Regions from separate parts of the Zea mays genome. Here all the other regions are linked to region 1. Evidence: chromatin contacts called from public Hi-C data. All regions are on one chromosome and are shown on one strand. The core of a region is the stretch at or near the end of the contact, and the rest is flanking DNA. Distances in the headings are between cores, read along the strand shown.

Region 1 (3,791 bases), core at 390-2,889:
ATCTCGGTGATACTTATCAACTACTACACATTGTGTAAGGGTAGCAGGTAGGCTTCGAGATAGATGTAGTAGATATTTTTACTGTAATAGATGTGGACATAAATACACATGTGGTGTAGTGGTAGCTACAATCATATTTGCTTGATGAGAGGTCACATGTTCAAATCCCCTTAGAGCCATTTGTGTTTTTTAATTTAATTTTAGCTAGGAGTGTGTGTTTTTTAATTTAATTTTAGTTAGGTGTGGGATGTACGTGGGAATGAGAATGGACTTTGCGGGAGGGGAGGAATGAGAATGGCAGGAATGGTGGCAGAATATGAGAATGGACTGTGCGGGGAGGGGGAATGCAGAACACGAAATGACAGCCTACCCCTTACTGTCTTAATAAGTAGTAAAGATAGAGAGAGCGATCCGAGTTTTTATAGTTTATTAAAAAATCACTCGGTAAATTATAAGTATTATAAGAGCATTTCCAAGATGAACTCCTATAATTGGGACATCAAAAGCTAAATTAGACTTGATTCAAGTTAATTTGGATCAATATTTTTTCTAACTCCAATAGCAACTCCTAAACTCATGTGGTAGTTAACTCCGTGAGATTAGACACACAGAAATAGGTCCTCTGACTGGAGTGCTATATTTAGTAACTGTGACTTCAGGTGCTATATCCATTTGATGGAAATTTATAAAATAGCAATTTTGTTGGAAGTTATTTTGAGATCTTAACTCCTATATTTAAATATAGGACCCGGCTTAATTGTAGATGCTCTAAGTCACTAAAAAAAGTTGCGACCATATTTGTTTATTTGTTGATTCTCTGACAATTTTTAATATCTCGCTTAAGATATAGAAAATAATTTTACATCAGTGGTACGGAACTATTTCTAAAGTATTCCTATATTTTTCTCATTTGCATCAGCATCAAGAATCATGCCATGCATATCCGCGGGTCAGCGTGGAAGTATTCGGGGCTGAGATGGAGTGCGTGAAGACTGAAAGTTGAGATGAAGAGAGCAGTAAACTCAAACCACGAGAATTCGACGGCGAGCAGAGCATTTCGGGTTTCCGCAACAGGAGAGGAGAAAACCACACGTTGTTTGCCGTATTCTTCCCCCTCCCATCCCAGCCGGTCAGTCCTACGGTCGCCGTCGACGAGCCCCAAAGCAGCAAATCTCCAGAAAAACAGGAAGCTCAATCAACTACGCAAGCATACACGAACGCGAGGCGCAAATATCTCCCAGCGAGTTCCTCGCTTTTTTGCTTCGTGCGGCCCTGTGCCCCGTACTTCACCTTCACGAAGACATCCCCGGCCCACTAGCGATCCGTGCAGGCGCTGCCATCCACCACCTCTCCCTCGGCGTCGCACTAGCGTCCCCAACTTCCCCTACGCCGTCGGTCGCACGTGCTGAGCGCCTGACATGGTGACACCCACGGAAACTGGTAGTTGCTCCCCCGTGGTGATACCGAGCCTGCCTCTGGCAAGTGGGGTGCCCCGTACCCCAGGCGGCTGACGGGTGGGGCACCCAGGTGACCCGACTGACATGGACCATCTCTTCCTCCTCCTCCGTCTTCCTCCCCTAACCCCAGATAAAGCCAAGCCCAGCGAGGCCACCAACTCCACCTCGTGGACTCCTTCCCCACAAAACTAAACCCTCGCTTCGGAGGCGCGTGAACCCAAGACCGACAGGCGAACGAAGCGAGGGTCCTCACAACCACCATCCCCTGCTGCAACGACGCCGCCGGCGATGGCGTCCATCTCCGGCGCGGCGGCGCCGCCATCTTCCGCCGTGTGCCGGCTTCGGCTGCGCCGGCACCTTCTGCTCCGGCCCTCCCACCTCCGCCTCCGCGCGCCCCACTCCATCGCCGACCTCTCCCGCTCCTCCAATTCCGCCCCGAGCCCGGCCCGCCCAGCGCTGGGCTCCGGCCCGGAGAACGGCAGCGGCGGCGTCCGCGCGGTGGAGAAGGACCCGATCAAGCTGTGGGAGCGCTACGTCGAGTGGCTCTACCAGCACAAGGAGCTCGGCATCTTCGTCGACGTCAGCCGGATGGGGTTCACGGAGGAGTTCCTGCGGCAGATGGAGCCGCGGATGCAGCAGGCCTTCGTCGACATGCGGGAGCTCGAGAAGGGCGCCATCGCCAACCCCGACGAGGGTCGCATGGTGGGCCACTACTGGCTCCGCGACCCGGCCCTCGCTCCCAACTCCTTCCTCCGGAACAAGATCGAGACCGCACTCGACAGAATCCTCGCCTTCTCTCAAGATGTCGTCTCTGGAAAGGTCGCTGCAACATTTTCCATTTATATTTGCCTACATACTTGAAGTTCCTTCTCCTGGAGATTTCGAATTGCATAGCATGCTTGATATGCCGTGCCACTCTACCATTTTTAGCTCCATCCAGTGTTATTAAAACTACGTTTAAACGATGTTTAAACTACGTTTAAACGTGAAAACTCTAATTAGAGATTGAAACCACGTTTTAGCGTTTTGGCGTTCTAAACTGTAAAACGCAGTGATTTATACATTTTAGACCATTAACTACTTTTGGGCTCAGTCTACTAGTTACTTTTGAGGTTCAATCCAGCTCATGGGTGAAGTTTTGGTAAGCCACTAACCTCTCTATTTTGGTATTTAACTTCACATTATTGTTTGAAATTATGATGTATTGGTATTTTTCCTGTGTTGTTTAAAACTACGTTTAAACAAAGTTTAAAGGTTTAAAAGTCAAAAATTCACCCATGAGCGTTCCAACGTTTTACCGTTTTAATAACCTTGGCTCCATCCATTAGAAAACTCGTTTTCGGGCTGATTTGGCGACTGGAAGGAGTGTCTAGTCTGTCAGGGAAACGGTGCCAATTAACAGTTATACATGTATATCATATATGCTTATGACTGAATCAAAGCACCTGGAGCAATTTTGGGGACCAGATTTTGAAAGAAGTTGATTGCAAGTGTCTCGTTTTATTTATATATGTTGTCCTCAGCCCCACGTTACAAAATGTTGGGATGTGCCATCACCAGAGAGCTTAGAGAAGACCTGTGTATAATCTTCCAACATTATACTGAACATTTGGAATTGTAGGAAACTAGAATCGGTTTGATTTTGTTGATGCATTGTATTGTTTAAGCCTTGCGGCCTTTTTATATAAGAGTACATCATTTGGGGGCAAGTACTCTTACAGGCACGATAGGTCATTGTGCAACAGATAGGTGCTATGTATCTTATTGAGGCTTTGGGTACATTTCCTTTTGTGTTGATGATGTCTTATAACACCGTACTTCGTGTAAATGCAGATTCTTTCCCCATCTGGTCGTTTCACTTCAATTCTCTCTATAGGAATCGGAGGGTCAGCTTTGGGCCCTCAATTTGTTGCTGAGGCACTTGCGCCTGATAACCCTCCACTGAAGGTATGCCCGCCCCTAAGTCAGAATCCGAGCAATGCATGAAAATTACATTTGTCTATCTTTTGTATTAAGATGTCCTGTCAGTTGCAAGATGTAAGCCTAAACTCTTGTTATGCTTGATTTCTAGATAAGATTTATTGACAACACCGATCCTGCTGGGATTGATCATCAAATTGCTCAACTAGGACCTGAACTGGCAACTACTCTTGTAATTGTCATTTCTAAGGTACATAAAGATCCCAAACTTTCTTATTTTGTCGATATTCTTCCAGCTGCACCATGAACTTATCGTTCAATTTTGCATAGAGCGGAGGCACACCTGAAACCCGCAATGGGCTACTGGAAGTACAGAAAGCCTTCAGAGATGCAGGTCTGCAATTCTCGAAACAG
Region 2 (4,188 bases), core at 169-2,668, 260 kb before region 1:
CCTGTGGTCCTGACCGTTCGATCTAGAATTCTAGATTTCGTTTGCGTACACAAGTGCTGTAGCAGTACTAGTACCGCCGTACGTTTGTTTGGGGGCATGTAGATGGGTATGTATTGGTTGACCGTGGCAGACCAAAGGGGCCGCGGGGGCCGGCCTACCGGAAACCAACGCGTACGTACGTGACGGCCATGCATATGCTAACACGCCGGCGGCAGACCACCGCTACATACACAGAGGCACAGGCCCACCACGTACGGAAAAGATCGACGCGTCGGACTGGATCTCCGGCGGTGGTGCCGGCCGGACCGATCACGTACGCACGGACCCGAGCGCGGCGGACCGCTGTACGTACCCTCCCAAACTGGCACGGAAAGCAACCGGCCGGCGGCTCCACGCCGCTCCTGGACCACGCATGCACCACCAGCACCGCTCTCGGTAGGTCGACGGAGACCGGCGGCGGATCGATCCGGGAAAGGATTAGCAGCCTGTGGCGCTTAAGCTCTGACCCGCTTCTTATCACACAAGATAAGGCTCTCTAGCTAGGCCAAGACAAGGCCGGCCGTAATCCCACTCCGCCGCCGTCGTCGGCTTTCAAATTTCCTCCCTGCTACTTCTTTTTTTCTCCGCCGCGCACCCGTTATATCGCCAGAATTAACGTGTACTACGTACTTCTTCATAAGTGGCGCGCAGTGACGTTCGCGGCTTCATAAGTGGCGAGACATGCAGGGCCGAGCCGCCCGAGCGTGCAGGCCTTAACACGTGTGTTGAGGCCGCGAACCACCTGGCACAAGCCCGCGGGATTATTACGTAGAATGCTAGCTAAGCTAGCTACTACCCCGAGGCGGGGTGACGTGCTCCCGCATGGAACAAATAACGGACGCTGGATTGTTAGACGACGACGACGCCACGACGGCCGGAAGATTAGCTAGGGCCGGTTATTGATCCGAGCGGGTCCGCGTCACCCAGGGAGGACCAGATGGCCGAACATACACGCACTGCACGTAGTAGGGTGGGTCAGTCACGTGCGTGTGTAAGCTAGACTATATATGCTAGAGAGGTAGCCCATCTGTTGCCATTTCCGATGCCTTCACCATCCGACATTAATTCCGTCATTTGGACTCCATTATTCCAAATGACGGCTGTGTGTGTATAAGCTAGACTATATATGGCTGGACGGGCCAAATATACACGATTAGGCGACAGCGTTGTTTTGCAGGTCAAATTTGTACTTGATCAAGACACACCGTATGGATTTGGGCCTCAAGTGTCTTTGTTAAGACAGAGAAGTTGCCACACATAGATTCGACCATAAAGGCGAGAGAAAACAAAGACCGGGCCGGTGTCGCGATCGCATATTCTAAACCGCAATTTTAAAGGCGGTGGAGGCCTTGGAGTGGAGCCAGACGACCACTTGGAAAACAGCAGCCGGGAGGGAGAGAGACAAGCATGCACCAAAGGCACGAGCGCGACCGGCGGCGTCGGCTCGGCCCTGAGCTGCCGCTGGGTGACCATGGTGAATTCGATGAGGGAAGCGGTGAGAAAGCGAGCGCAGATACTGTTGTTAGCTACTAGTAGAGTGAAACCAGGGTTAGTAAGCAAGGCCAACGCCAAGGCAGCTACGGCCAACGGCAGCGGCTTGCATCCAGCCTTCATTCCTGCAGCAAAGCGGCGCGTCAAAACTGGCAGGCAGCCCAGACGGTGTCCACACTCTCTCCCCATAGTCCATGTCTCTTATCTCTTCATCCCCCTCTCTTAACCTTCCTAAGCCGCTCTTAACCTTCTTCGCCTGCCACAGCTCGAGAACACATCAACACACCACACACAGGTCAGGCACGCACAAGAAACACCTGCCACCGCCGGCGGCCGCCCGGTCGCTCGCTGCCGATCGACGGCCATGGACTTCGACGACCACGACGACAGTGACGAGGAGATGGCGCCGATGCCGATGCCGATGCCGATGCCGGTGAGCTCCAGCTACGACGCCCCGCCTCTGGCAGCTGGGTTCGGTGGCGGCGGCGTGGAGCCGCTCAGCGTTCGCGCCAAGGCCCCGGCGGGCGGCCTCGGCGGCGGCGGCGGCGGCGGCGGGAGGTACCGAGAGTGCCTCAAGAACCACGCGGTGGGCATCGGGGGCCACGCCGTGGACGGGTGCGGCGAGTTTATGCCCGCCGGCGAGGAGGGCACGCTCGGCGCGCTCCGCTGCGCCGCGTGCGGCTGCCACCGCAACTTCCACCGCAAGGAGCCCGCCGCGGGCTCGCTCGTCTCCCCCGCCGCGCTGGCCGCCTACGGCAGCGCCGCGCCGCACCACCACCACTTCTCCCCGTACTGCCGCACCCCGGCCGGGTACTTCCACCAGCAGCCGCTGCAGATGGCCCCGCCCGTGCCCGTGGGGCACACGCCGCGGCCGCTGGCGCTGCCGTCCACGTCCCACGGCTGGCGCGACGACGGCGACGGCGACGACGACTTTTCCGGGATGGCCGGGCCGCTGTCGTCGGCGGTGGGGCCGCTGGGCGGCATGTCCCTCGGCGGCACCACCGGGCCTTCCGGCTCGGGCGGGTCCGGCAAGAAGCGGTTCCGCACCAAGTTCAGCCAGGAGCAGAAGGACAGGATGCTGGCGTTCGCGGAGCGCGTGGGGTGGCGCGTCCAGAAGCACGACGAGGCCGCCGTGCAGCAGTTCTGCGACGAGGTCTGCGTCAAGCGCCACGTGCTCAAGGTGTGGATGCACAACAACAAGCACACCCTCGGCAAGAAGCCGTAGCGCGCTAGCACCATCACCTGACCTGACCTGACCCCCGGACGCGTGTGTACTCCCATCCCATCCGTACACGGAAGAGCCACGTACACGCTTGCATTTTGTTGATCGCAGATCGATCGGGGGTGGCCGGGGCCAGCCCCTCCGGCCGGTAGGTACACATGTGCATCTTCTTTGTCAGCATTCTTGTTTCGGCTCCGGCGCCTTCGTGGCGGCGTAGGTTAGTTGCAGTAACTCGTAGCGAGCTGCATATGCTCCATCGATCTTCTTGCCGGCGGTTCTTTCAGTTCTCATTTACCCGTACTTGTTGGTGTTGTTTATTAATTAATTAATTCGGCATGGCCATTTGCCGGTTTGCTTGGTTTCTTACTACTATTCTTCAACGGGAAATGTACGTGGCCTTGCGACGATGGGATGCGCTGCCGGCGAACAGAGTGTGTATCTGGGGATTGCGGCCGCATGGATTCTGTCATTCTGTGTGTTTATATGTCTCGTGCTCGTGCCCTGCCTTCTTATATTTTTTGTGGTTGGACCTGCGCGCCGGGATCAGCTCCGATGATGATCTTTTTTTTTCCTCTCTTGCTCATGTTTTGCTTCCTAGTTAGATGCTGCATGCTGCGCCTAAAGAAGATAGGAGTATATAGGTCACACTGTTCGTCCATTATCTATACTCCTCTTTGCATTGTACAGTATATTCTCTACAAAGTCGTTGCCACGCACGAGTCCTCCAGTGCTTCTTCTTGCTCAAGCCATGGAGGGGTGTGTGCGTGCGTGATCTTCTCGCGACTTGATTTACATTTCCTGATCACACTATGGAGGTGGGTGTAAGTTATTTTTACCATGCTGGATTGCTGGTCTGTAGTGGAGAGTAAACTATACTGCCCCTTGGTAAATTCTCCCCTCAATTTTTTTTACTTGATCCATGCATGCATGCATCATGTATGTACAGACGACTACAGATGCAATGTGTACTGTACACGCTTGTAATTTTGGCCTCTTCAGCTTGGGTCATCAATGCCCTTGAAACGCGTTTAATAACCCCGCGCGAGGGAGATCAGCTCCATCCGTGTGTCCCGTTTCGCGAGCTTGTCGTGGCACGAAAGCCGAACGCGACGGCATGCATGGAGCGCAGCTGCCTGCTAGCGCTTGCATGTCTATTAACAAATGTCTATTAACAAGTTAGCTTAATTTGTGATAAATTGACGTGGACAAAATAATCGTGGCCGGAGACGTTTCAATTTTGTGATAAATTGAGGTAGCATTTTAGATCGGTTTATTAACAAGTTAGCTTAATTTGAACGAGCTAGCATTTTATCAATAAATTAGAGCTTTCATTTAGATAAATAAATAAAGTGATGAACTATGTTGATTTGTTGTTAAATCGATGTGGTATATAAAACTATGAGTATTATTGCACTGTTTAGTTAAATGGATCTAAA
Region 3 (3,915 bases), core at 1,057-3,556, 510 kb before region 1:
ATCATAGCCCACGACTGTACCGGCCGTACCACACTTCGACCGTTCGACGTTCATCGGCATCGGGACATGGTGACTGCTGCTTGCGGTTTTCATGTGAGCTTGTGGCCGTCACGTTGCGAGCTCGACGCAGTTCGCGCGCTCGGTAGGACGAGATTCGTGGGGCGGCCTGTCTCGCTGGTTGGCATGTCGGTGTCGCCATTGCTATTTTTTTTTAAAAAAACAATCAGCTGTCAATTATATTAAAATAGTTGATTGTTATGTGTTGCGACAGCAAACAATTATATTTAATACACATAAAAAATAAATTTAATATTAAAACGAACATATGATCTACATATTAAATACTAAACTGATAAATATATCAAATATTAAATTGATAATAACAAATAATACATTTTATCTTAGCCAAAAGGCCGAGAAAAATACAAATTAAAAAGGAGACCAATTTTTTTTATAGCTCGCTCGGTCGCTCGTCCTCTTCCAAGTAACGAGGTAGTACTACGTGGGATTGCGGCGCTTGGTTTTTCAATCGTGTTGTGATTAAGTGGTTTCTTACGGCATGTCTATGGTGTAGTGGACCATTAGTAGACGAGATGTAGAAAAGAGGAATAGACTTGCGCGCTTTGCACGGGACGAACGAATAACCTTAGATGGGATAATACAACGAGAGCTCAAAGGGTCTAACAACAGCACAACTAGCAAGAAAAGCGGGTTGCTATTGCCGACTGTCCGTGCGGCCGGCCGGAATCTTCCAACCTGGGCACAACCCAGCCTGATGGCCACGATGGTCACCGGAAACGCTGTGTGGACTCCATGATCGATCATGAACGCGGCAGAGTAGCCTGACTCTTTATACTATTCTCTATTTCAAACTATGTTTTATAAACATTGTATAACAGTATTTTGTACGGTTATTTACATGGTCTGTTGTCCATGTCTTGCAAGTAACACGAGCAACTTCATCCGTCTGCAGCTTTGCTGGTAATGGGTAACAATCTGGCCCCATATATTTTCCGGTTCTATTTGAGTAGGTTAGATTTTACTGGATTTACCCTGTGGATCAAGTTCAGCGTCACCAAGCAGTGAAACTCAAACTCTGGTTTTTGGAAGGGTTTGGTTAGATCATTAGGTGGGAGGTCACTAGAGTTCTCTTGCATCGATCAAGTTGACCATCGTGCACGTAGGATTATATATAGCTTTTATTGGAAGAATCTGGTTACATAGGCTGGAAATCGCTGGATTTATCATATGGATCAAAGTCACAAGAATACACAACTGCTAATAGGCCGTCGTATGTAAACGCGTTTTTCATAACAACTTAAGGCTATCTCTAGCAGATCCTCTGTCTCATCCTCTATTTTAAATTTTACTCTCTAAACAGTGTGAATAGTGTCATGTACAGTTTTGTGTCTCCTATTCTACTCTATTTACCGGAAACAGTCTAACAGTAACAGTATCAATAAGGAACCGTGGACTTGTAAGCCAAATATAGCCGGTCAATCTCTGTAAGAGAGAGGTGATAGAGAGGCAGAGATGTATTTAATATGATGTTGTGATTTATGCCTCATTTTTATCCCTAGGTGTAGGTTGCCACCGTTTCGGAGGTGGTTCAGCAGTATTGTGAGCCGTTTAGAGATGGCCCGAATATAAAAAATCTGAGCGCGGAACATGGGGGCCTCATTGATTAGTTTCAACAAGCTAATCATCCCGTTTCAAAGGCACTATTCTGGGCAACGAACCTTAGCTGGAGATGAGATGTACAAGTGGCCGCGCCAACGACATTATCAACGGCTACTCAAGCCGCATTGAAGTTTTATTTCCCCCCTTCAAATTCATAAAAAAATAGCGGCACAATTTCCTTATTCTGAATGGCAGTATTGTATAGACAGAAACAATATATGTGGGTGCCAAATGAGACCGTATATGGAGCTGATAATATTTGATGGGGCCTATTTTTTTAAAAGAGAGAGAGAGAGAACATTATAAATGGGTGGACCGTTGCCGCATTTCCCAAAATCCAAAAATACGTACGCACGACAAGACATACAGTGAGCGCCAGCTCACAACCGACCATGTCCATTGGGCGAAAATGGAGATGTAGCCAAACCCCATCTTCAGATTTTTTTATCATACTCGAAACAGGCTCTGGGCAAAATGTGACATCGCCGTCACGGACCGATCCAACGGCGGCTGATCTTCGAGGAAAGTAGCAGCTAAACCCCTGGCAGGACTAGTAATTACGCGTCGTAACCTCGGCTTCGACCTCTTTATAAGACGCGGCCCTCTACTGTCCCGGCACCGGGCACACACCATCACAGTACACACACACACACGCACACGCTCATCAAGCTTCTCTCTCGCCTACTCGGCTGCAATGGCGCGCTTCCAGCTCGCGGCCCTGGCCATGGCAATGCTCTTCGCCGCCGCGGCGGCGCAGGCCCCGGCCGCCACCCCGACGCCGGCTCCCAAGGCGTCTCCTCCCCCGCCGGCGACGCCGCCTCCGACGCCCGCGACCCCGCCGCCCGCCCCGGCGCCGGTGTCGCCGCCCGCCCAGCCTCCGGCCACGCCTCCCCCGGCCCCGGCGCCCGCTCCCAAGGCCCCCGCCCCCGCGCCCGAGGCCCTTGCCCCGGCGCCCAAGGCCGAGGCCCCGACCCCCGAGATGAGCTCCCCGCCGATGCCCACGGAGGGCCCCGCCCCGACGCCCTCCGCCGAGGTGCCCCCTGCCCCCAGCGCCGCCGCCGCCGTCTCCCCCGCCGCCGCCAAGTGGTTCGCCGCCGCTGCCGCCGTGGCCGCCGCCGCCGCCGCCTTCTACTGAGAGAAGGGAGATCTGCACTGCCCCGTGCTGTAATTTATTTGTTATCCGTGTTGAGCCGTTGATTCCTTCTTTTTTTTTCTTTTCACCATTTTTTTTCTTCCATCCGAATATCCATATTCCATTCGGCATTCGATTCAGTAGGACTGGCGGCATCTGTTCGTTCGTGTTGCTACAGTGTAGGACCGTGGCTCGGACAGATTGGTTGGGCTGGCTCGGTGGTGTTGTGCTCCGTTCATCCATTTGTATAATACCCTGTTGATTCTCTTTCGCAGCTACTGCTTACTACATTTTAGCTCGGTGATCGTATCAGATCGGATCAGATCTTGGAGAGTGCTCGTACTACTGAGTAGTAGACTGAGAGTAGTGCAGTGTTACTGTGGTGTAGAGCTCACCGTTGTTGCGCGATCTTGAGCTTGGGCTGCACACATACACACACACGAACGAACGTCGATGCAGAGAGACCAGGCCAGGCCAGGATCCATGGGCATGATGAGCTCGTGCTTGTAGATCGAGCTAGGGGTATGTGGCTTGTTCGCTGCGGCTTTAATCCAACTGCGGCTGCGGCTTCTACAGTATTTTGTCTCTAGGGATTGCAGCCGCAACAGTATTTTGCAGCTGCAACAGTGCTCTCTCTGTGGCAGCCGAACAAGCTGATGGATCTGGGCCACAGACGCAACAGCTGTCTGTGCGCCCTGGATCTGGTCGCGTCCCGCAAGCTGCCAGAGCCCATTATTATTATACGCACACCTCCCGCCCTCCCTATCCGGCGCGGTAGAGTAGAGTAAGAGTAGAGTAGGGCTGGACCAGCTGGCGGCAAATAGAAAACGGGGGTGGGCTCCGGCTGGGGCGGTGGGGGAACGGTGGCCGCTGATGCCGATGGTGAGGTGTCGAGGGCGCAGTGGGCGGTGGGGCAGGGGAGCACGTGCCTGTGTCCGCGTCCGTGCCCACCTCATGCGATGCGCCCGCCTACACGCGCGGTCCGCTGCACCTGCCGGCTGCTGCCGGCCCGCGGTGGCCTTGCCTTGTTGCCGGTGCCGGACGCCGGGTGCTGTCGTTTTTGCCTGCTGCGCCCTGCGTGGTCTGCTTCCGTGCGCGGCGGC

What was found. A called contact is a pair of places that touch in the nucleus more often than the background predicts.
Region 2: a contact with region 1 is called in a Hi-C map of ear, with 2.6 times the contacts expected there. The contact joins the promoter of LOC109944588 here to the promoter of LOC100382805 in region 1. A contact is called at or near these places in 8 of 25 Hi-C or Micro-C datasets (bundle sheath, ear, leaf and 3 more).
Region 3: a contact with region 1 is called in a Hi-C map of ear, with 1.6 times the contacts expected there. The contact joins the promoter of LOC100275651 here to the promoter of LOC100382805 in region 1. A contact is called at or near these places in 2 of 25 Hi-C or Micro-C datasets (ear and tassel).

What each region holds. Positions count from the first base shown.
Region 1 is chr2:192,528,121-192,531,911 of Zm-B73-REFERENCE-NAM-5.0, reverse strand. LOC100382805 (Glucose-6-phosphate isomerase 1 chloroplastic) reads left to right here and starts at 1,639. Exons shown (of 14, transcript NM_001175506.1): 1 at 1,639-2,276; 2 at 3,291-3,404; 3 at 3,529-3,627; 4 at 3,708-3,791. The coding sequence starts at 1,746.
Region 2 is chr2:192,786,545-192,790,732 of Zm-B73-REFERENCE-NAM-5.0, reverse strand. LOC109944588 (zinc-finger homeodomain protein 1) reads left to right here and starts at 1,418. Exons shown (of 2, transcript XM_023301678.2): 1 at 1,418-1,698; 2 at 1,796-3,113. The coding sequence starts at 1,895. The coding sequence ends at 2,755.
Region 3 is chr2:193,038,934-193,042,848 of Zm-B73-REFERENCE-NAM-5.0, reverse strand. LOC100275651 reads left to right here and starts at 2,306. Exons shown (of 1, transcript NM_001367826.1): 1 at 2,306-3,086. The coding sequence starts at 2,375. The coding sequence ends at 2,815. It also overlaps the pseudogene LOC111590980.